Linked DNA regions of Zea mays: region 2 is linked to region 1. The links are chromatin contacts, called in public Hi-C maps. All regions are on one chromosome and are shown on one strand. Each heading gives the region's core, a stretch centred on a gene start, on an enhancer-like site or on the middle of the called end of the contact. The rest is flanking DNA. Distances are from core to core; before and after follow the strand shown. Region 1 holds the start of LOC103653756. Region 2 overlaps LOC103655564.

The links. Hi-C and Micro-C count contacts between places; a contact is called where the count stands out from the background.
Region 2: a contact with region 1 is called in a Hi-C map of endosperm, with 4 times the contacts expected there. The contact joins the enhancer-like site here to the promoter of LOC103653756 in region 1. A contact is called at or near these places in 4 of 25 Hi-C or Micro-C datasets (ear, endosperm and leaf).

The regions. Positions count from the first base shown.
Region 1 is chr4:142,438,469-142,441,587 of Zm-B73-REFERENCE-NAM-5.0, reverse strand. LOC103653756 reads left to right here and starts at 1,633. Exons shown (of 14, transcript NM_001382833.1): 1 at 1,633-1,823; 2 at 2,746-2,949; 3 at 3,022-3,119. The coding sequence starts at 1,704.
Region 2 is chr4:142,666,628-142,669,746 of Zm-B73-REFERENCE-NAM-5.0, reverse strand. All of the region lies in intron 8 of LOC103655564, which reads left to right. Among protein-coding and RNA genes, the nearest start is that of LOC103655564, 25 kb to the left of the region's middle. Within about 2 kb of position 1,481, at least 2 of the 20 cell types and tissues checked have an H3K27ac peak or open chromatin away from gene starts, as enhancers often do. A contact at or near this core is called in endosperm, where this site is marked.

The DNA.
Region 1 (3,119 bases), core at 384-2,883:
TTTCTCTACCCGCGGGTATGTTAATGGGTAAAAACCTCTACCCGTTGGGTAGACGGGTACGGGTTGGAACTACCCATACCCGTCTACCCATGGGTAAAATATACCCGCATCAATACAACTATAACCATCTAATAGAGCCCATCTTAACTAAAATAAAACCCTTCTCTAGCTATCATTTGTCTAGATACCAAGTTATGTAATCATATGATTTGTTATATGTGAAGCTGAAGTTGTTTTTATACGTTTATTTAATATTTTGAGTGATTGATATATTGGAATTAAGACTTTCCTAGCGGGTACGGGTTACCCGACGGGTAAAAATACCCGCGGGTATGGCATGAGTAAGATTTTATACCCGCGAGTATATATGGGTGACCCGACGGGTAGAATTTTTTTTGATGGGTACGGGTATGGAATGGTACTACCCGACGGGTATGTACCCGTTGCCATCCCTAATTGCAGCAGAGGCAAACAATGTCGGGGCCAAGCTCCCACGCGCGCGACGATGGAAGGCGCCATGGGCGCCACGATGCGGGGAAGGGAGAGGATGCCTCGCGCGTGCGGGCGACAATGGAAGGCACCGCGGGCGCCGTGATCTGGGAAGGGAGAGGATGGCACGGACATGTGGTGAAGCAGACGACGGTGTGGACGACAGAGGGTAGTGTGGCGAGGGCATGATGAAGCATGTGGACACCCACATTAGGATCATATAGATCATATATAGGGGCTGATTGGTTACCGTGTCCCACGCGCGTAGGCTCGCGCCGTGCATTGACCGCGCACAAACGCGTGTTCGGTTGCCTGTCCATGGTCCTGCATGCGCGCATGCAGTTTAGCTCATTTTTCACTGTCTGGCCTGCACGTCTGGAGATGTGGAGAGTGAACTTCTCTGGAGGTCTAGGCCCGCTCGAGCTATGCACGCGCCAGCCGGGGAACCAATCAGCCCATAAAGTAGTAGATATAAAAGATTTAGCGACGAGGTCGATCGCAGAGTAGCAAACGTCTACATTCACGGTATCACAATGCCAAATAACTCCCTAGCCACTAGGGTTGGAAACGAGCCGAGCCGAGCTCGGCTCGGTGCCTGAACGAGCTCGGCTCGTCCATTTCACGAGCTCACGAAAGAGGCTCGGCTCGCGAGCTATATTCTGGTACTTATTGTTGTATTATTTAGTGAATTAACATTATATAAATTTAAAATATAGAATCATCATTCAACATTATGAGTAATTTTAATTATAACTTGCAATATATTTATCATCAAAGACTAAAAAATAAACTACTATCCATAAAATTATCTAATATTCATTATTATTCTATAAATCGATCAATTTTGTTAGGCTCACGAGTCGGCTTAGCTCGGCTCGACTCGTTATAAAAACAAATTCAAATAAGAGTCTCGGCTGGGCTCGTTCGAGGCCCGAGCCCTACTAGCCACACCACAAACGAACACAAAGGCACCAGCCCCCGCCCGCGCACCGAAACCTCGTCGCGTAGCGCGGGGGCGAGGAGAGGGACGGGGGGCGAGGAGAGAATACCCACTGCGGAATCTCATTCTCATCCAGCACCGCTCCACCGCTAAACCCCTCTCGTGCTCCTCGACGGCACTGACGCCGAGTGCGACGCCGAGCGAGGTCGCGACTCGCGAGGGGGAACCCTAGCAGCGATAGATCTAGAGCGGGCGCTTTCGATCTGTCCGGGAAATGGCGGAGGATCCTGCCGCGGAACAGGAGACGCGGCAGCTAGAGGACCGGCTCAGGGATGTCGGGGAACGGCTGCAGGCGCCTTCCGACGACGCGGAGGACCTGCTCAACCTCCTCATCGTGAGCCTGCTCCTCCTTTAGCTCTTGTTCTCCTCCCGTTGATTGTTATGCATATGTTAGGACTGCGCTTCTATGATGTGTCGTATTCGCCTGCGCGCTTACGGCTGTTTGGATTTGGCATTAGTAGGAACCGAGTGAATGTCGTGCCCTTACCTGTTCGCCATGATTGGTTGGGTCGCGGATGAAATGCTACTAGGCCTGGTGATTTGCTTTAAGTTGTCTTCCAGGCTATGAAATCTGTAAATTTATTTTGTTCCAACAAAACAGGATGTGTGTTCTCCATGCTGGACTGTTGCTACAAGGAGTTATCTGATTTCCTTGGAACCAGTTTACCTTTTATGTTGTCTTTTGAGACTTGGCTTCTTCTTGAACTTAAATTTTATATTTTTTGGAGTTCAAACGTGGAGTAATTATCTATTGGACATTGAAACCGTGACGATTTTATTTGTAGTTTTTATGGTCTTGTTTGGTTTGAGAGGAAACTGGAGGTGTTGGCCTCCTAGTATCTTATTGATTTGATTGAGGTTTTTGACTAATATAGGATTCTAGTTTTGCATTATCCTAGTTTATTCACTGTGTTTTGTTGGCTAGGTGGACGCCAACGTGGTTTTGGAGTCAACAACCATGGTTCAAATCCCCATTTGTATATAATTTTAGCATTGTTTCAATTTAAATGCAGGGGCACGATGACGGTGGAAACTGTGGAACCAGGAAAACTGATGCTTTAATATAATTTTAGCATTTTTTAGTTTCATTTTTCTTACTGTACAGAGCAATTTGCCATGGTTTAGGGTTTACTGGAAATGATGTACTCATACTGTTTGAGTAAATATGAAGACTTTGATCTTGCTAACTGACCTACCTAAGCTTGTTCCTCGAATCGTATGAAGTCATCAGGTTGGTTGATGGTTTGTTCATGCAGGAAGTTGAGGAATGTTTAATTAAAGTAGAGCAGTCACCTCGCGAAAGCATATCAAATGCTCTTCGCCCAGCAACTGAAGCTCTGGTCAAGAAAGAGCTGCTGGGCCATGCTGATTCAAATGTTAGACTTGCTGTGGCATCATGCATATCTGAGATCACACGGATCACGGCGCCTGATGCTCCATATGATGATGATGCAATGAAGGTATATTCTGCCCTGAATAAAATGATTTCTGTTGTTCTGTGTGTACTTACATATGTTTTTACTTGATTTTAGGATGTATTCTCTTTAATTGTGGGGGCCTTTGAGCATCTGGATGACATAGAGAGCCCCTTCTTTGGAAGGAGAACTTCAATTCTTGATACTGTGGCAAA
Region 2 (3,119 bases), core at 232-2,731, 230 kb before region 1:
TCAATTCCTTTTGATCATCATAAAAGAATCTGGAAGTTATGGGCTCCACCCAGATGCAAATTCTTTTTATGGTTGGTGGCACATGATAAATGTTGGACTGCTGACAGAGTGGAGAGAATAGGCTTGAATCACCCTCCTAGATGCCCTCTGTGATCAAGAGCCAGAGACCATTAACCACTTGTTGGTTTCATGTGTCTTCTCTAGAGTGTGCTGGTATAACATCCTTCGGAAGTTTGGTATTCACTGCTTATCTCCTATTCAAAGTGACACAATTTATATGCTGCGTGTCCGGTTGGACTAGGAAAGATATGGACTCCTTGCTTATTATGGGGGCTTGGATGATTTGGAAACTCAGAAATAGAGTGGTGTTTGATGGTGTGACTCTAAGTCTCTTCCCGTTGTTGGAATCTGTTAATGAGGAAACAGAGAAATGGCATGTGGCTGGAGCAAGGGGCCTTTCTTTTTTAGTTGGCTCTAGTGTCGCTATTGGAGGGGTGTAGTTTTTTAGCATTCTTATGGATCGTTTTATGTATGCGTGTGTCTAGCCTCCATAAGGAGCGCTTTATATCGGGGTTTCTCTTGGGGCCCCATCCATCTTTTCTCTTAATATAATGGGGCGCAGTTCTCCTGCGTTTTTCGAGAAAAAAGGCTGCAAAGAAGGTTGAGGATGAGCGTGCAATCAGAGACGGGCTCCTTGAGGTCACAGAGGGAGGTCGCCATGTCCTTCATCTGGCGGCAATAGTTGGTGACGGAGAGGTTCCCTTGACGAAGGTCCGAAAGGCTGCATTGAGGTGGAGAGCGCGAGCCTCATGGTTGTCGAGGAATTGCTCATTGATGGCAACTAGGCCTAACGGTCAGTGCCGCCATGCTTGCGAACAACATCTTGGAGCTCAACAGTGACGATCCCAAGGATCCATGAGAGGACCACACTATCCATGTGCCACCAGAAGGGGATAGCGAGGGCTGCGATGTCGGCGAGGACGTGGTCGTCTAAGGCATAGTGTTGGAGCGTGAGGAGGACGAGGTCATGCTAGCGGGTGTAGGTGGAGGAAGTCGGGTCAAGGATGACGAGAACCAGAGAGCGGATGTTTTGGACACCTGTCGCCTGTGCATGGAGGTTGGCGATGACGACGATCTTGTACTATGAAGAGGGGCTACCACGGGGCACAGGGAGGGGCTTGATGCAGGGAGAGCCGAGCATGTGACGGTCAGTGTCGGCCATCTGACGGGTGAGGGCATCCGCCGCGGTGCGTTCGTGCTCCTAAGCGAGGAAGCAACATGTTCGCGTCCTGAACGACGACAACAACCGCCTTAACAGTGGTGAGGGCTGCGGGTAAGGTGGAGTGAGCGACGACAACATCAAAGGGCAGGAGCGTAGACGAAAGAGGCACGTGGCCGAGGTCGGCTAGGCCTGGGCCCTGGCTTGTGGCGCCTAGGCCAGAGAGGGCCGCAGCAGGGGTGGCTAGGACTGGGGCGCTAGTGGTTGGGCCGGCCACGGCGCCAGACGTGGGAGGATAGGCGGGGCAGAGGTGGCGTAGAGGGGCAAGGGTGCTGGGAGCGGGGCCCTGGCGGCCAGCCCAGCCACCGTGACATCGGAGGAGGCCGGCCTCGACACTGAGGAAGGCACGGGCGCGACCGCTGTGGCCCAGCGTTGGGAGAGGAGGGGATGAGGGAAAAGGAGGTGGCGTGTCGGCCATAGGAGACGGGCAGGTGACAACGGCCTAGCGACAACGAAGACGGCTAGGTGTTGGTGGCGGCTAGGGAAGGAAGGGAGAGAAAGAACCAAGCTAGGGACCACATTGGAAACCCTAACCCCAACAATGTGGGTTGTGTATTGCATATATTAGAAAAGGAATTATATGGGCTGCGCCAAGGCCCATAACACTTGAGTACAAATTTTTTTCCTCGAAAAACGCAGGAGAACTGCGCCTCATTTTATTAAGTAAGAAGAAGAAAAAGGGGTCGGAAAGGTCCCGAATACAGGACCTCCTTATGGAGGCCAGAAACAAGCATAAAGGAAACAATCCATACACAACTAAAAGATACAACTTATCTCTGACATTGGTACTGGGAGCAGCTAAAAAGGAAAGACCCTTAGCTCCTGCAACCATCCATTTCTCCCTTTTTCTCAGCAGTGGCCTCTAAGATTGTAGTGATATTGGGGGGAGACCCGTCAAACACCACTCTGTTTCTGAACTTCCAGATCATCCAGGCTCCCAGAATCAAAAGTGAATTTACCCCCTTCTTGATCATATCTGACACAATATCAGCAATACGTTTCCACCACCGCAGGAAGTTTGTGTCATCTTGGAGAGGGGCAAGAATGTGGAGCCCAAATTTCCGAAGAGTGATGTACCAATATAATCTGGAAAAGCTACAAGAAACCCAAAAATGGTTGATGGTTTCAGGCTCTTGGTCACAAAGAGGGCATCTAGGAGGATGATTCAGTAATCAAACACTTGAGTACAGTAATCAAACACAAGAATCTAACGGTACACAGAGTACCAAACATGCTAATAGCGAAGGCATTTTATAGTAGTTCTACCTTTCATATTTGACTATTTGAGGTCTTCGAGGTTCTTGGTTCATGCTATAAGACTTGAGAGGATCATTCACAATATGAATCATATCTATCTATGATGTATCATCTTTCATATTATGAATCATATCTATCTATGTTATTTCATGTGCAACACTGAGGCATCATTTGTTGGATCCATTGTCATTTTACTCCTTAATGTATATCCTAAACATGTGCCATGGAATCTGCCTATATTTGATGTTTCCTTCATACTTCCCTTGTGAATCCATGGCTAAAGAATGCATTGGTGTCTTAACACAGTGCCGTAGAAGCCATTTTACTGATTTATCCTAGAGGTTTCTTGTAGGTTTATGTTGCTAGAAGCTACTCATAACAAACTGTAGAAATTATATGATTTATTATTTACGTGAAGTATTTTTTACTTCTTTTCCTACTACTCCTTCCAGTCCAGTTTATAAGGCATAGTCAGACATGATATGGTCTCCCAAATGACAATTTGACTTCATTCATTCTATATTGTATATTTTATGATTATAAAATTATGATCAGGATGGCATATATGATTATAAATCTAACC